2 separate regions of the Mus musculus genome follow, and region 1 is linked to region 2. The links are chromatin contacts, called in public HiChIP or PLAC-seq maps. All regions are on one chromosome and are shown on one strand. Each heading gives the region's core, a stretch centred on a gene start, on an enhancer-like site or on the middle of the called end of the contact. The rest is flanking DNA. Distances are from core to core; before and after follow the strand shown. Region 1 has its middle 64 kb from the start of Gm35039. Region 2 has its middle 32 kb from the start of Mir8120.

Evidence for each region. HiChIP or PLAC-seq counts read pairs in DNA pulled down with a chosen protein or histone mark.
Region 1: a CTCF HiChIP or PLAC-seq map of the NIH/3T3 cell line shows a contact between it and region 2, with 7 read pairs. The contact joins two enhancer-like sites. A contact is called at or near these places in 1 of 15 datasets of contacts at CTCF or cohesin (the NIH/3T3 cell line), 5 of 484 Hi-C or Micro-C datasets (bone marrow-derived macrophages, brown adipocytes, embryonic stem cells and 2 more), 4 of 115 datasets of contacts at active chromatin or transcription factors (embryonic fibroblasts, embryonic stem cells, neural progenitor cells and 1 more) and 1 of 9 other capture datasets (embryonic stem cells).

The regions. Positions count from the first base shown.
Region 1 is chr3:65,860,780-65,868,372 of GRCm38.p6, reverse strand. No RefSeq gene overlaps it. Among named protein-coding and RNA genes, the nearest start is that of Gm35039, 64 kb to the left of the region's middle. Within about 2 kb of position 4,897, at least 111 of the 459 cell types and tissues checked have an H3K27ac peak or open chromatin away from gene starts, as enhancers often do. A contact at or near this core is called in the NIH/3T3 cell line, brown adipocytes, muscle stem cells and 1 more, where this site is marked.
Region 2 is chr3:65,623,233-65,630,808 of GRCm38.p6, reverse strand. No RefSeq gene overlaps it. Among named protein-coding and RNA genes, the nearest start is that of Mir8120, 32 kb to the left of the region's middle. Within about 2 kb of position 4,893, at least 54 of the 459 cell types and tissues checked have an H3K27ac peak or open chromatin away from gene starts, as enhancers often do. A contact at or near this core is called in the NIH/3T3 cell line, brown adipocytes, muscle stem cells and 1 more, where this site is marked.

The DNA.
Region 1 (7,593 bases), core at 3,648-6,147, 240 kb before region 2:
ATTAATACAGGGTACTCCCCCAAAAGTGATCCCATACTGAGCCCACCGGAATGCTAACCTTACCTGCCTCAGACTCTGTAATGCTCCCACGACTCCTTTTGGCCCTGCCTTTTCCTCGGATGTCTTTATAGGAGTTTTCCTTCTCTCTGAAATGAACAGCTTTTTTTTCTTCTCCAGAGAATAGATTCCGACTTGGCACCTGCCTCAAATGTGCTCCCCCCGAAGAACCTCTCAGTACAGGGCACCGATCTGTCCAGTCTGGGGTCTTAATGGCCCTTTGCCTCTGCTTAACACTAAGCGCAACTGCCTACCTGTATTATTTTTGTTGTTAGGTGCCTTAATCCATATTGTATTATTGTCACAAAATGCTAGGGTCTGGGTGCTTTATAATGAAATAAGTTGATTTATCTCATAGCTTGAGAGGTTCAAGAACTTAGTACCCACATTAGCACATGAGGAACCACATCGACAAGCATCCGTTTTGACAGTTCCTGGAAGGCAGACGACTCCATCAGCTCGTGCGCCCTGCTGTCTAGTATAGCACCATGTTAGGACACCGTTACTGGAATAGAGCGATGGTTATTCTCCAGAATGAGGATGCTAGGATCTGGTATCTAGTTCCACACTCACGCACTGTGCTTGAAGCATCTGGGAGAAGCCTCCATTGGTTACCTGGGCAATTCATCATTTTAAACACTGACCTACAGAGGTAGCCTGAAGGGCTGCAAAGCCCTCAGAATCTGATGCTGCCCCTCAGTTAGCGTTTGAAGGTCGGCACTTCTATAATCGGACTTGACATCATTTCAGACTGTAACCTTGGAGTTGAAATAGCTCAGGCATCACAAACACTCATTTTTAGAGAAAGCTTGAAAGAAAATATGACGGCGTCCATAGGAACAAGCTCAATGGACGTCTTTAGGCACAAACCGCAAGTGAGGAAAGCTAGGGCCGGAAGGCAGGGGCTCACTGGAAGGCTATTGGCAGAACATACAGGCGTGAACCACATTGGCGATCTGCCTGTTCTATCACCCAACATTGCTTCTTTTCCTAGTGCACACCTGCCTGTAACAAACAGTTTCCAAAACAGCTTAACTACACTTGCCCATGACCCTTCCCTGGCCTTTCTCCACAGAGCAGGCAGGGCAGTCTTTCTGAAACACACATTGCATCTTACTGCCTGTCTCACCGTGTCCTGTGTACAGCCTGGTACATCCCAGTACCGTCTTTGCTGTCTACCTCTGGTTACACTTTTGTCTTTCATGGCCTTGAGGACACAGGTCCTGCCACTCCAGAGGATAAACATGGTTTTCGGGACCTCGTTAATCCTATTGCTTTTCCAGATTTCATCTTACTCACTCCTCAAAGACTTTCCCGGCTTCCCCTATTAAATCAGTCCACCCTCCTCCACACACCACACACACATTCATTCACACGTTGGGATGTTATGTTAATTTGTGTGCCTATTTGACCAAGATTGTTTTTTCTATTTTGTAAGTCCGAGGAAGGCAAGAGCCATGGGGGTCTTTGATGACTCTGTGTTCTGTACATAGTATGGCCTGGTAAAAAGCGGGCACTTCATCGATAGATGCTGAAGTAATGAATTTCATGTGATGTTGATGACACATAGAGGAGCAGTAAAAATGCAGAGTCAGTGAAAGTTTAATGGAATTGTCCTGGTTAGATTTTTGGGAAGAGAAACATCAGTTTAGGAAATGCCTTCATCTGTAGGCAAGTCGGTAGGGCATTTTCTTGACTGATGATTGATGTGGGAGGGCCAGCTCACCGTGGCAGTACCATCTCTAAGCAGGTGGTCCTGGGGTTTATAAGAAAGCTAAGAAAGCCAGGGAGAGCAAGCCAGTTAGCAGCACTTCTGCAAAGCTTCTGCTCCACTCCTGCCTCCACTTTCCTGCCTCCACGTTCCTGCCTCCACGTTCCTGCCTTGATTTCCTGTCCTGACTTCCCTTGTGAAGGATGTGTGGTGATTTGGAAGTGAAATCAACTAAATCTTTTTTTCCTGGAGTTACTTATTTTATTGTCACTGCCTTCTTCTCCTCCTTCTCCTCTTCTTCTTCCTCCTCCTCATGCTCCTCTTCATGCTCCTCCTCCTCTCCTTCCTCTTCTTCCTCCTCCTCTTCCTCTTCCTCCTCTTCTCTTCCTCTTCCTCCTCTTCTCTTCCTCTTCTCTTTCTCTTCCTCTTCTCTTCCTCTTCTATCATACCAATTGAAAGTATAACTGGGACCTGGAAGGCTGTGGTAGTTTCAATGGGAACGGCCTCATGGACTCATATCTTTGAATATATCGTGCCCAGTTGGTAGACTTGTTTGGGGAAGAATTGGGAGATGCACCCTTGACAGAAGAGGTGTGTCACTAGGGACAGCTTTGAGGTTTCAAAAAAACCCAGGGCCATCCTAAGCCTATCTCTTTTTCTGCCTGCTACCTACCTATGGATCAGAATGTGAGCTCTCAGCTCCTGCTCCACAGCCTGCCTGCCTGCCTGCCTGCCTGCCTGCCTGCCTGCCTGCCTGTCTGCCTGACTGCTTGCCTGCCTGCCTGCCTGCTGCCTGCTGCCTGCCTGCCTGACTGCCTGACTGCCTGACTGCCTGACTGCCTGACTGCCTGACTGCCTGCCCGCCTGCCTGCCTGACTGCCTGACTGCCTGACTGCTTGCCTGCCTGCCTGCCTGCCTGCCTGCCCGCCTGCCTGCCTGACTGCCTGACTGCCTGACTGCTTGCCTGCCTGCCTGCCTGCCTGCCTGCCTGCCTGCCTGCCTGCCTGCCTGCCTGACTGCTTGCCTGCCTGCCTGCCATGCTCCCTACCTTGACACTCATGGACTCTAACCCGCTGTAACTGTAAGCCTCAAATAAAAATGCTTTCATTAATAAGTGGCCTCAGTCATGGCATTTTACCCGGGCAATGGGAAAGTAACTAAGACATGGGGTAACTAGAAGAACACCGCACTAAAGCAGCAGTGGGAGGTCTGTAAGCAGAGGTTAAGTTCAAGATGTGAAGAAGGAACCACATTTACAGTTAGGAAAAAAACTCCCATTAGCTGAGGCCACAAGAGCCTTAGGGCAAACCAAGGCTTCCAGGCCAACTCCAGAGTCATCATCTCTGCTTTTGACCTCCACCTCCTGACCAAGCTCACCAGGCCTCCACACATGGAGACTGCAGTACTCCCTGAAGGGTAGAAAGGACTGAGTGGGAGCATGCTATCCGGGACCCCTTTCTCAGGGCACCCGGCTTTCACATTACTGCCATCTGCAGAGCCCTGGGTGACTGCCATTGCTGTTCCTGCCCCTGTTGGTATGGCATGGCACCCAGCAGAGGGGGATTTAATTTCCTCCAAGTGTGGAAGATTTTTCAGGTGGCCTCTGATGGGACAATAATCAGCTGGCCTCCCCCCTCCCTTTATGTCCCACTTCTCCTAGATTGCCATCTCTCTCAGAAGTTTTGTAATGGCAAATACTCTTTTCTTATCTGTTAAAATATCTTACATCTAAAAGTATGGTGGTGGCTAATTGGCCTCCATTCCCAATTCCGTTTCTCAAGGAGGCCTGAGAGGACTAGCGAAGATGACCATTCACCCAATTTGGGCATCAGTGAGAGAGGAACACAACACCTCAGGCCCAGGAAACAGGCCATCTTGTCCGGGCTCTGTGCAGGCATCCTCCTGCATTGGATGTCTCACTATCAAGCTAGCACTGACTCCACCCTCTCTGCATTAATTCTTGTCATGAGCCAGAAGCCTCGAATATCAATCTTGTTTTTCTTCTTCCAGCATTTCCGATACCAATAATAACACCATTACCCTTAAGTATGAGTCTGTATACCCGACACAGAGTGCTTTGGGGTCATTGAAATGCTCATCCGTCCTTTCTAGGTCTTTCATATCTGGGAATCAGCAATGCAGAAAATGGGATTCAAGAAGAAAACAAAAACCAAAGTGAGGCTTGAAATGAGCGAAGCAGTGCGGAGGGCTGGCACGAGCCGACTGCCACCAGAGCAGGGAGAGCATGCAGGTCGGCTAAGGGAGCGCACCGCGAAACTGGCCAGCCCCTTAGCAACATCCGCATAGCTGACACAGAACACTCTGACTTGGGGAGGGATGAAAATACCGGGTGACATCAGAGGCTCCGAGCACAGCCAGGGCATTCTAGAGGTGTGTGGTGTCAGGACGGCCTGTGCTGGCCTCATTTATCTACCTGAGTCATTTGAACAAAGCACTCGCTGGCTTAGCTTTGTTGTGACTAGAATTTGGAACCAATCCCCTGGCTCTGCCCCCATGGGTTTTGCTACTGCAGCGCAGCGTGGGTATGTAGGAACACAGACCGAATCCTGTGGCAATCAAGGATAGACTGTTCCTTCTCTGGGCCACAGGCTTCCCTAGGAAGGAGCCTTGGCCAAGTGTTTGTGTGTCTCCAGAACCAAGTGTCTGGCAACCAGCAGGTTTCTCGTGAATAAATGACAAATCCCAGAGACACATTCTGGGAAACGCAGGGCTTTTGTGGTGGCAGCATGCTCAACAGCACAGCACTGTGCTGTGGGACTCTTTAGTTTGTGGGACTCTAAGAATAATTTTCACGTCCTGGGAAAAGTGTCTGGCGCTGATTGCACATGCGAAAGTGTCGTGACGTGGGGATTAGGGTTGTCACAGGCAGACTGAAGGCCTTAGAAAAAGCACACCAAAATGGAGGTATTCATTCTAGGGAGGCTGCAGAATACTCAATGAGCTGGCGTTCTTCTCCTCCGAGTGAAGAAGAGGCCATGCTTGAAAACGGGGCTGTAGAAGGAAGGTCTCAAGAAGCCTTACTTCAGATTCCGTTCAGACACCCTCAGCGAACTCCCACATATTCCTCACCTTTCCACTAGGGGGCAGACAGAGGACGGAGAACATCCCAGGCAGGAGGCCGGTCCCTCACAAGGCAATCAGCCTCACACCAACACACTAGGCTGTTTGTGCTATGCAAAAGGCGAGGCTAAGCCTCTCTCTTCCGGCCTGTCACAGTCTCATTGATACTGCATGGTTTGCCTGTGACATCAGACACCGAAAAGTATGACAACCAAACTGTACGGTTCAAGGTGAATGTCAATAAATAGAATAAAAGGGGAGGAGGGGGGGAAGGAAGAAAAAAAAAGAAAGATCCCTGATGTTTTTCTTACCACACATGGTTTGGGGGGATCCTTCATTATCCAGAGTATTCATGATGTATCTGAATTCAGTGACTTCTCACAATGAGAAGATAACTGGAAAACTGCATACGACCTCTCTCTTGACCTCTTTCTATTTACAACAGCAACGTGGTTTCTATCCAAGTCACTGTTTCCTTCTGAGAGCCCATTCCACAGGCCTCTGTGTATCAACACACAGAAGGAAATATTCCAAGGGATATATTTTTTTTAATAACTCCCACATGCCTTAAAAAGTCATTTCCTCCTAAGACATTCAGGGCAATCGGGGCCCCTTAATTGGCTTAATTTTTATTCTTAATCCTCAAGGGTCGAGGAAAAAACAACACGACTATCTTCCTGTTCCTATTACCCTTTCATAAACTGTTGAGCACACAGGCTTGCCTCTAAAAGAAACCACAGTGAGCCTAAAGGAATAAGCATTTGTCAGGCCAGACCCCAGACTGGAAGATCACTGCAGGTGTGAGTCACTCATGGGAACTCTGAGGGTCTGAAAGCCACTCTCCCACTTGCAGAGGTGAGGGCGGCGTTGGCTTAGAACTGGCTCCGTGTTTGCTAGCATTAATAGAAATGTCTGTCAAAACAACGTTTTGTGACTTTTAATGAATTGCATCTTTAATTGTGCTGAGAAAAAAGTAAGCAAATGACGTGAGTGAGCTTACTTACAAGGGAAGGGTCAGCCTGTGTCTAGAACGTGGGTTTCCTGTGGAACGAGAATTCTTGTGCAAATCACTTCAAGCCATCCCTGATTTTTTTTTTTTTTTGAATGCTCTCCCTGATTTCACGCTGATAGCATCACAGCTCAGAAGATCCTATGAAGACAGCCTGACATCAAGCTGCTTTCTTGGTTGGCAAAATGATCTTAAGAATTACCTAAAAATGTGCTGTTTCTAAATGATTTGTTCATCTAAAGTCATTTGATTTTCAATTAAAATAAAATAAACAGGCTTGGCTATATTTGGACACAGATGTTGCTGTGGCTTCCAGATTCCTTTGTTTAAAGGTGACAAGATGCGTGGAGAAGACATTCATCTGATTGGGTATTCAGGCTTACAAAGAAAGTAATTACAGGGCCAGAGAGAGGACTCACCCCCCCCCCCCCTTCATCTAAATTCCCTTCCACATATCAACATAGTTTGACCTTGATGGTTTTAAATGTAAAAGACACTGATGTAATTCAAATAAAGCAATTTTTCAAATACCCCAAGGAATCCGGGATCAGAGATGACAGGCCTGAAGGATGAAAACCTGAGGGGCTAACGGATTCTCCAGTCCTCACGGTAGATGTGTCTTCCCTTCCTATTGAACTAAGATATTTTTGTCTTCTTTCCAGGGAACATTTGTTTGCCCAGTCCTCTGGAAAACGCCCAAATGCTGGCTTCCCCTTCCCCTCCCTCTCTCTTGCTCCCTCTCTCCCCCCTCCCTTTCTCTCTCTCTAAGCCCTTCTGGTTTTTGTGAGTCTTCCCACTAACATTTGCACCAAGGCAGCCTCTGTGGTCAGTGAGGTGACCTCCAACCTTCCTCGCCTTTCTCCGAGGGCAGAGGCCCTCCCTTCTGCCCTGACAAAGCACTTTCAGTCAACTCTTGGGTTTCTTCATGGTTGATTAAACTGTCTGTGTTTATTCAGGACCCTTCTCCTCTTTCTGTGTCCGGCCGCTGACCTTTCTGTTGCTTCATTGTCAGAGGAGAGAGCTCACGGGGCAGTCAGTCCCAATGCTTGTTAGCAGCCCTGGAAAGCAGCTCGGCCACTGGAATTCCTAGCACATCTTCAAAGCCAGTGGCTTTTCACCTAGGTAGCTGCTGTTGCTGGATGAAGCTTGTGAGTAAGGGAGGGTTGCTGGTTCTCCTGGAACCGAATGGATACTGATCGTCTTGTCATTGATGTCCTCGAGGCTTCCTTCCTGCAGTGTGAAGTTCTGAATGATGATTGATCAGACTTTTGTTGCTTGGAAAGAGAAATGAACAAGAAAGCACAGCTCAGAGAGTTTTGTTGAGTAGCCAAAGACCAGCCAGGAAGGATGCTTTGAGCCAGAACTCCCTGCCTGACGCCTGCTCCTTACCCATCCATGGAAATTCTTGTCAGTAGGATGGCTGACCCCTGTTGTGACCCTGCCCTGGGCTCCTGGGCAAGCTCAGGTCGGTCCCAGCAGGGCCATCAGCTGACTAAGGTCCAATCTCCATGTGGTTCCACCACATGGGAGCTTTCCTTCTTTTTCTAAACATTGTGACGGGCACCTGCTGTACCTCTCTCTCCAAAAGGTGTTTTTGTATTCTGCTTCTTTGTGTTTGAATTGCATCATCCTGGCTTGGCTGCTAGCACTCAGAGAGTGGGAATATGCTGTCTTTATCTTCCTGTGCCTGGAAGCACGGGTTGAATATTTTAGTGAGAGTAAGAGGATAATGGAG
Region 2 (7,576 bases), core at 3,644-6,143:
GTAGCAAGGTGCTATTTTATCTGAGCGTCCCTTCCCTTCCCTTCCCTTCCCTTCCCTTCCCTTCCCTTCCCTTCCCTTCCCTTCCCTTCCCTTCCCTTCCCTTCCCTTCCCTTCCCTTCCCCTCCCCTCCCCTCCCCTCCCCTCCCCTCCCTTCCCTTCCCTCCCCTCCCTTCCCCTCCCTTCACCTCCCCTCCCTTCACCTCCCCTCCCTTCACCTCCCCTTCCTTCTCCTTCCTCCTCTTCCTCCTCCTCCTCCTCCTCCCAAGTGCACCACCACCAACACAGTGGGGTGTTTTTTCCTTTTGTTGTTTTGTTTTCTAATATAGGATCTCTGTAGCCCAGGCTGGCCTATCACTTAGGAGTGAGCCTCCTATCTCATGCTCCCGGGAATGAGAATTATTGGCCATTCATTTGTACCTGTATGTTATCTTTTTCTGCTTCATTTTTGATTTTTTTAAGGCATAGTTTCATGCCCCATTAGGCTTCATATTAGCATTTTTTGCTATTCATTACTCCAGATTTATTTTTAGAGACCTGTATCAGCTTTTATATCTATGAATAACAGATTGATAATAAACTGAAATGATACACTGATAAGTAAATAAATAAATATTTTAATAAATAGATAAGAAGAGTTATGTCAAAATAAGGGGCATCCGCTCTGCCGAGGGAACAGCCCAGTGAAGAAAGAACTGACAACTGTAAGAAAATAATTGCAAATCATGCATCAGATAAGAAATCACATTCAAACTACTCAGTAATGAGGAAATAACTCTGTTGACAGGTGGACGTGAGAGCTTTAATAGATGTTTCTCAAAAGAAGGCATACAGATGAGCAAAAACTATATGAAAACTGCTCGATATCAGTAATTTTCAGAGAAATGCAAATCAAAGCCACAAAGAGCTCCGGAACACCTGTGAGACTGGCTGTTATAAAGAGACGAAAGATAACACCTGTTGGCAGGGCTGAGCAAAAAGAGAACCTTGACCGCCTGGTCGGATTGCAGATTATCCTGGGCATTCAGGAAAACACTGCAAAGCTTTCTCAAAGAGAAATGCTGGTGTAGAGCAATTGCACAAGCCAGCAATCCCAGCACGGAGCGTGTACTGGTGGAGCACGCCTGAGAGTTGTTAGTGCTCCCTCTTGGTAGCTTTGCTCACAGCAACCAAGACACAGAAACAAAGTGAGTTAATGCTTTTTGACTGTGGTATACATAAACAGTGGAATACTATTAAACTGTTTCAAACAAACAAGCAGGAAATTCTACTATTTGGAACACCATGGGTAAGCCTGTAAGTGATTATGTTAAGTGAAACTAAACCAGGCACAGAGAGGCAAGTTCAATATGATCTCACTGTAGATGCGAAATCTTAGAGAGTTGAATATGTTGAAATAGAGAGTAGGTGCTGATTGCCAGAGTCAGGCAGGGGAATGGTGTATCAGTGACAGTGGGCACAAAACAAAGTACAAGTCTGCTAGGCTCTAGGAATGCAGCTGAGAAACCTGGGAAGTTTTAGTCTCTCTCCCCAGCATATATATAGACACACCCAATGTCAGAGTTACTTGTTTTAGGCTCTTTAGGACCTGGAGACATAGATCAGTTGATACAATGCTTGCCTCAGCACTTAATGAGTACTAAGCTGCAGTACCACATTAAACAGGGCACAATGGTAAAAGCCTATAATACAAGCACTCCAGAAGTGGAGGCAGCCACCCTGAACTACCTGAGACCCCGTCTGAAGAGAAAAGAAGAAAATGTAGGCTTTGAACATCACCTGAGGCCATCTATGGTTCCTGGATCTACAGGTTTTAGGACCAGATCAATCTGGGTTTGAATTCTAGCATTAATAGCTATGTGATCGCCTGAGCTGTAACTTACATTCTCTGTGTTCAAATTTCCTTGTCTAGAAAGCAAGGAGATATGAACAAAGACAGAAGTTATAAGAATTACCCCTTGTGACTGCCGCACCCGGGGATCCATCCCATAATCAGCCTCCAAACGCAGACACCATTGCATATGCCAGCAAGATTTTGCTGAATAGACCCTGATATAGCTGTCTCTTGTGGGGCTATGCCGGTGCCTGGCAAACACAGAAGTGGATGCTCACAGTCAGCTATTGGATGGAACACAGGGCCCCCACTGGAGGAGCTAGAGAAAGTACCCAAGGAGCTGAAGGGGTCTGCAACCCTATAGGTGGAACAACAATATGAACTAACTAGTACCCCCCAGAGCTCGTGTCTCTAGCTGCATATGAATCAGAAGATGGCCTAGTCGGCCATCATTGGGAAGAGAGGCCCCTTGGTCTTGCAAACTTTATATGCCTCAGTACAGGGAAACGCCAGGGCCAAGAAGTGAGAGTGGAGGGGGGGGCGTATGGGGGACTTTTGGGATAGCATTTGAAATGTAAATGAAGAAAATACCTAAATAAAAAAATTTTTTTTAATTTAAAAAAGTGGTTGAAAAAGCTGGAAAAAAAAAAAGAATTAGCCCTTGTACATGGAAAAGCTCCTCGTATGTGATAAATAATAGGCCAGGGGTATTACTTCTTCTCTTGCCTTTCATTAGGAGGTAGGTGAACTTGGAGCTGGAGATGTGGTTCCCTTGCTAAAGTTTGTGCCTAGTATGCACGGGTTTTGTATAAGGCCCTGGGTTAGATCCCAAGCACTGAATGAGAAAACAACAAAGCTGATCTAGAAGGCAGAGCTTTAGTTTACACCTGAACTTTTCTTTGTGGGTCAAGTTCATAAGCTGCATCCCATCTCTACATGTTGGTGGCAGAAACACAAACCTCTGTTTGTGTTTCTAATCAAGCCATCAACTTTTAAACAAGATGGCCAATGATGATGTTTGAAGTATCTGGGGTAAGATTCTAAGAACTGTGAACATACCTGGCCACTCTTAAAGAGACGCTATGTAATGTGCACATACATTTTTCTGTTGTTTGAAAACAAATACTTGTATCTCTAAGTACTGTGGATTGCTTTCTGTTGGGGAATGCTGTTTCTGTCAATCTCCAGGAGGAAGGAACATGCAAATTTTTAGATGAAAGTGCTCTTAAATGAATACCATCGCAAAGAAGTTAAATGCCACACTCCCTGTTTGTCCTTCCAGTGTAAAACTCTGGAATAATCCACCCTCTAAGTCATACAGCTAATGGTGGAGTGACTCACCAGCTACCAGGAGGTGATGGCGAGGCCCCTTTGTCATAATTTACAGACTCCTCTTTCCATGGACAAAAACAAGTTATGTATGGTATTTATGTACATCTGTGTAGCTGAGCATTTTCGAAATGCTTCTTGAAGAACATTATACAGGAAATTGATGCCACAGGGAAAATATTCATTTTCTCCATCCTCTCTCACAAACACAAGGACAGACTCACTGTGGCTAGACTGGCTTCCTGCAGTGTGCTGTTGCTTATTGGATTTTACACTAGATGCAGGGGGCAGGGAGCGAAAGAATAGGTTCTCTGTTTCAATTTAGAGCATGTTGAAAAGGCTCAGATGCATAAACAAATGAGCTCCCCTCATGAGAGCAGTGAGGTATAGAATATGATGTTTCAGAAAGAAAAAAAAGTCACAGAACTCTCAGGCTAACAATTGCTCTTCACGCCTATTGATAAAAGTCAGTTTCTATCACATTAGACACACGGGACTGGGTTTAAGCATCATGTGCTGTCACTTGTCAATGGGAAAGTCTGCGTGCTTTTGCCTCTGCAGTCTTGCTTGGAAGGAGAGTGTTCCTCTGCAACTAGTGGCAGTAGTGGTCTTTGGTTAGTGGCCTTCTCTGATTCACTTCTCCTAAGGCCTTTCTTCATCAACCAGATCCTTTATCTGGAACCCATGAGATTATGGAAAAACCGAATCTCTAGCCAGCAGGAGCAATAGATGTGACTTGGGTCAAATGACTGCATGTGTTCCACTCCAGGCCTCGCTCAGCTCCAGTCTGCAAGTTGTCAGGTGACTTTGACTTCACCTTCATCTAGACAAGAAAGTAGTCTCTCATTGGTCTAACACAGCCTCAACCGGTCCCCTCAAGTAATCCTATATCCTCCTCCTTCATTCAGCAAACTTGACTGAGTGCTGAGTCCTGACTAGGCATGCACCGATCAGGCACTTCAAGAGCATCAGGTGTGTATTAACCAGGAGGCCATGTTCTTTTGGCCTTTTCAGTCAGCAAGACACAGACACATAATCAGGTTATTGCAGGAGATGGAAACTTTGGAAGGAGTGGCAGAAAGCTATGAGGCTACAAGAAGTACTTTGTGGCTGGCTGAGTTTCACAGAGAGCTAAAAGAGGCAGCGTTCTGCGGCAGCTTCTCAAGCCCTGACGACAGGAGTTCTGTTCATCTGGTCCTCTGGCCATCACCTCAGATTTGTTTATTTCACCTTGCTCCAATGAATCCACTATGTTGTTATTGTGACTCAGCTGCTCTCAAGCTCCATTTATTTTCCTTCCTCTTCCAACTTTCCCCCAGTTCGTGGTAGCATTGCATGTTTGTACAGTATGCCTCTGGCTCTGGTATTCTCTGCCTGAAGCCCAATTTTTGTCAATCTATTCAAAAGCTCCAAGAAAGATGATATATTTCAGCCTACTGTTCCCTCTCCAGGTGTGAGCATCTGTCTGGGGGCTAAGTTCAGATCCTCTGTGATTGTTTCTGGGACGTTTGAATCAGGCTAATTCCTGGCTTAGCCACAGCTACAAGAGCTTAACCCTTGAAAGATCCCTGAAACTCCATCCAAGTCCATCTGGGCGCTTTTCCTTTTCAGCAATCATGTCTCCTTGCTTAAAAACAAAACAAAACAGAAAGTAAACCTAGACTAGCCAGAACAGAACAACAGGTCAGCCAGCATACGGTATACTCAGCGGTGATTTAGAAACAGAAAACAGAACATGAGCGAGTCAGAATGCCAAGTACAAACAGCAGCTTACGAGAAACAAGGCTGCAGAACTGACTAAGCCATGGAGAACATTATCTCATTTATCAAGAACTGGAAAGATTGTTATGTGCTCCAAACGTACTTAAGGATAAGATGATCTGGCAAACAATGGTGTTCACAGAAGGATGAACTCAAGTGCTAGAAGAAGGGACATGGCAGACCACATAGCAGAGTCTTTCGATTCATACTGAAAAAAGTCCCCTGAAGAGAACTCACAGATCAGTTCATTTGCATAAGTAGTAGTAGATCCTGCACTTGTAGACAATGGTAAGTATTACAAACCAGAACTTTTAACTCCATAAAAAAAAAAAAAAAAACCTAAAGACAGAAGAGATAGCATTCATGCTCAGAGGGCTCTGCTGGTTGCCAGTAAACACTGTCAAAAGAAAAATCACAAAACTCGGGCAGAAAAATTGGAGTAGCCACACAAAACAGTTTGTGTTTTCTGTACAGGGACAGGATACCGTGAGATATAACAGGAAGAACATCTTAGATTTCATCTTGTTCTTCTCATCGACCAGCTGTGTTTGTGTACCAACCCTCTTGAGCTGAGGCTTCAGTGATCTGAAGAAAGGGTAGGACGGAGGGCTATGTAGGTCCCACGCCCACATGGCTCTTCTAGCCCTGTTCTGTCTAGGAGTGACAGTGCCTATCTTTTAGGGTCAGTTGAGTACTGTTCGACTGCATTAAGAATTAATAGGGCTTGGAAAATGCTTCAGTCACTAACATACTTTCAAAATGTATGAGAACCTAAATTTGTTCAAAAGTGAGAAAAAAAAAAAAAAAGCTAGGTGTGGTAGTGTGTGCTTATTATCCCAGAGCTGAAGAGCAAGCTCCAAGCCAATGGAAGATCTTAAAATAACATATGTAGTATGAGCTTGTCCTTTGGCCTCCATACTTACAAATACATTATTGTACATCTACACATGTATAGTGGAACACACATAATAGTTTAATAGAATGGTATCAAGACTGCCTCAAAGCGAACAGATTAAGGAATGAATCTTGAATCATTCACAGAATCTTGGATTAGATTTCTTCCCATTTTATCATTGCCTTTTGTTGTCAGATATTTGCCCCAAAGCTGGAAAGTCATATAAAACCATAACATCCCATATAGAATTGAAAATAAAAAAAAAAAAACTTCACTGTGTATGGAGACATCTATACATTTAAGCCTTTTGTATGGGGCTGAAAACTAAAATGTATCACAACCATTTAAAAGTAAACCAGAGAGCAGACCCTGTAGCTCCCTTTGGCAGCAGAGTAGAGTTGATCCTGCTGGCTGGAGCACAGGTGAGCTACCCCCAAGAGAGTGAGCATAGGAGAACTGGCCCTGCAACTTGTCTGCTGTTTGGCAGTGTAGGTGAGGGAGAGATACCCTCCCCTACCATCACCAATTGTCACCTACAGCAGACAGAAGAGTTGGCCCTGGGGGTCATGAGAGTGGGAGAGCTGGCCCTGCCCCTCACTTGCTACAGTACCCAGGAGAGTGGGCCCTGCTCCTCACCTGGGCATCACAGTAGAGCTGGCCCTGGATGTGGGGGCTGCAGGTGAGCCAGCACCGAGGGCATAAGAACAGGAGAGCTAGTGAGCCGCCCAGCTCAGATACCTCTCAGGCCTAGATCCGGGGCTTTGTATTGACTCACCCCAACATCTACCCCATCAATGAACTGCTGGAGTGCATGAAGGGGCCAGTCTTATACATCCAAATCTACAGAATCTCCATGACACAGGGCAACAACAGGATATCTGAAAGAAGTTTCAGTCAGGTTCCAGTATTGACAGAATAGCAGAAGCCCGGGGCCTTGCACCAACAGTCACTGCAATGAGTATCTGCAAGCAAAGAAGTGTGGGCAACAGGGTATACCATGGGATACACTGTGATACACTATGGCTTCAACAACAAGATTGCTTTTCTCCATTGTGGGGAGGTTGCAAGAGTGGAAAGCAGGTATAAGAGGAGGAGGAGATAAGTGGGATTGGGGTGCATGGTGTAGAATTCACAAAGAACCAACACTTTTATTCTTTTAAGAATACCGAGTGGCATTTCATTATGTTCTCTTAGCCTTAAACTCTGACAGAAGTATAATTGAAAAGAGACTACCGTTGTACAAAAAGAAGGGTCTCCTGGTTGACAGTCATGCTCTTAGACAACCAGAAAACCTGTAGGCCATCTGCAGGCCCGCCCACTGTAGATGAAGAGAACCTGACAACTTCTTCACGGGATGCCGTTCTCTCATTGAGTCTTCGTGGGCAGGGCTCTCTGGAGCTGTGGCGTGCACACGTTGCCACGTGCTCCTCAGGAGCCCAAGCAGAGGAACAGTAGGTAGATAACATCAGGCAAAGCTTCAGAGCATCCTCCTCCGCAGAAGTCTGCTGTGGTCCTAGCTTGCGTATTTTAGAACAACATACTATTTAAAAATATGAAACAGCTATAAATATTATCTCAACAGTGTATAAAAATACTTTTATTTACAATTAGTATCACATCCAGCTATAGTCAGCATCTGGAGCAAAAACTGTCCGTACCTAAGTGTTAGCGTTAGTGTGGGAACTAGTGGTACGAGCTTTGAGGATGCTACCACCCACGATATGTCTGTTACACGATGTGTCTGTTTCCTTGTCGAAAAA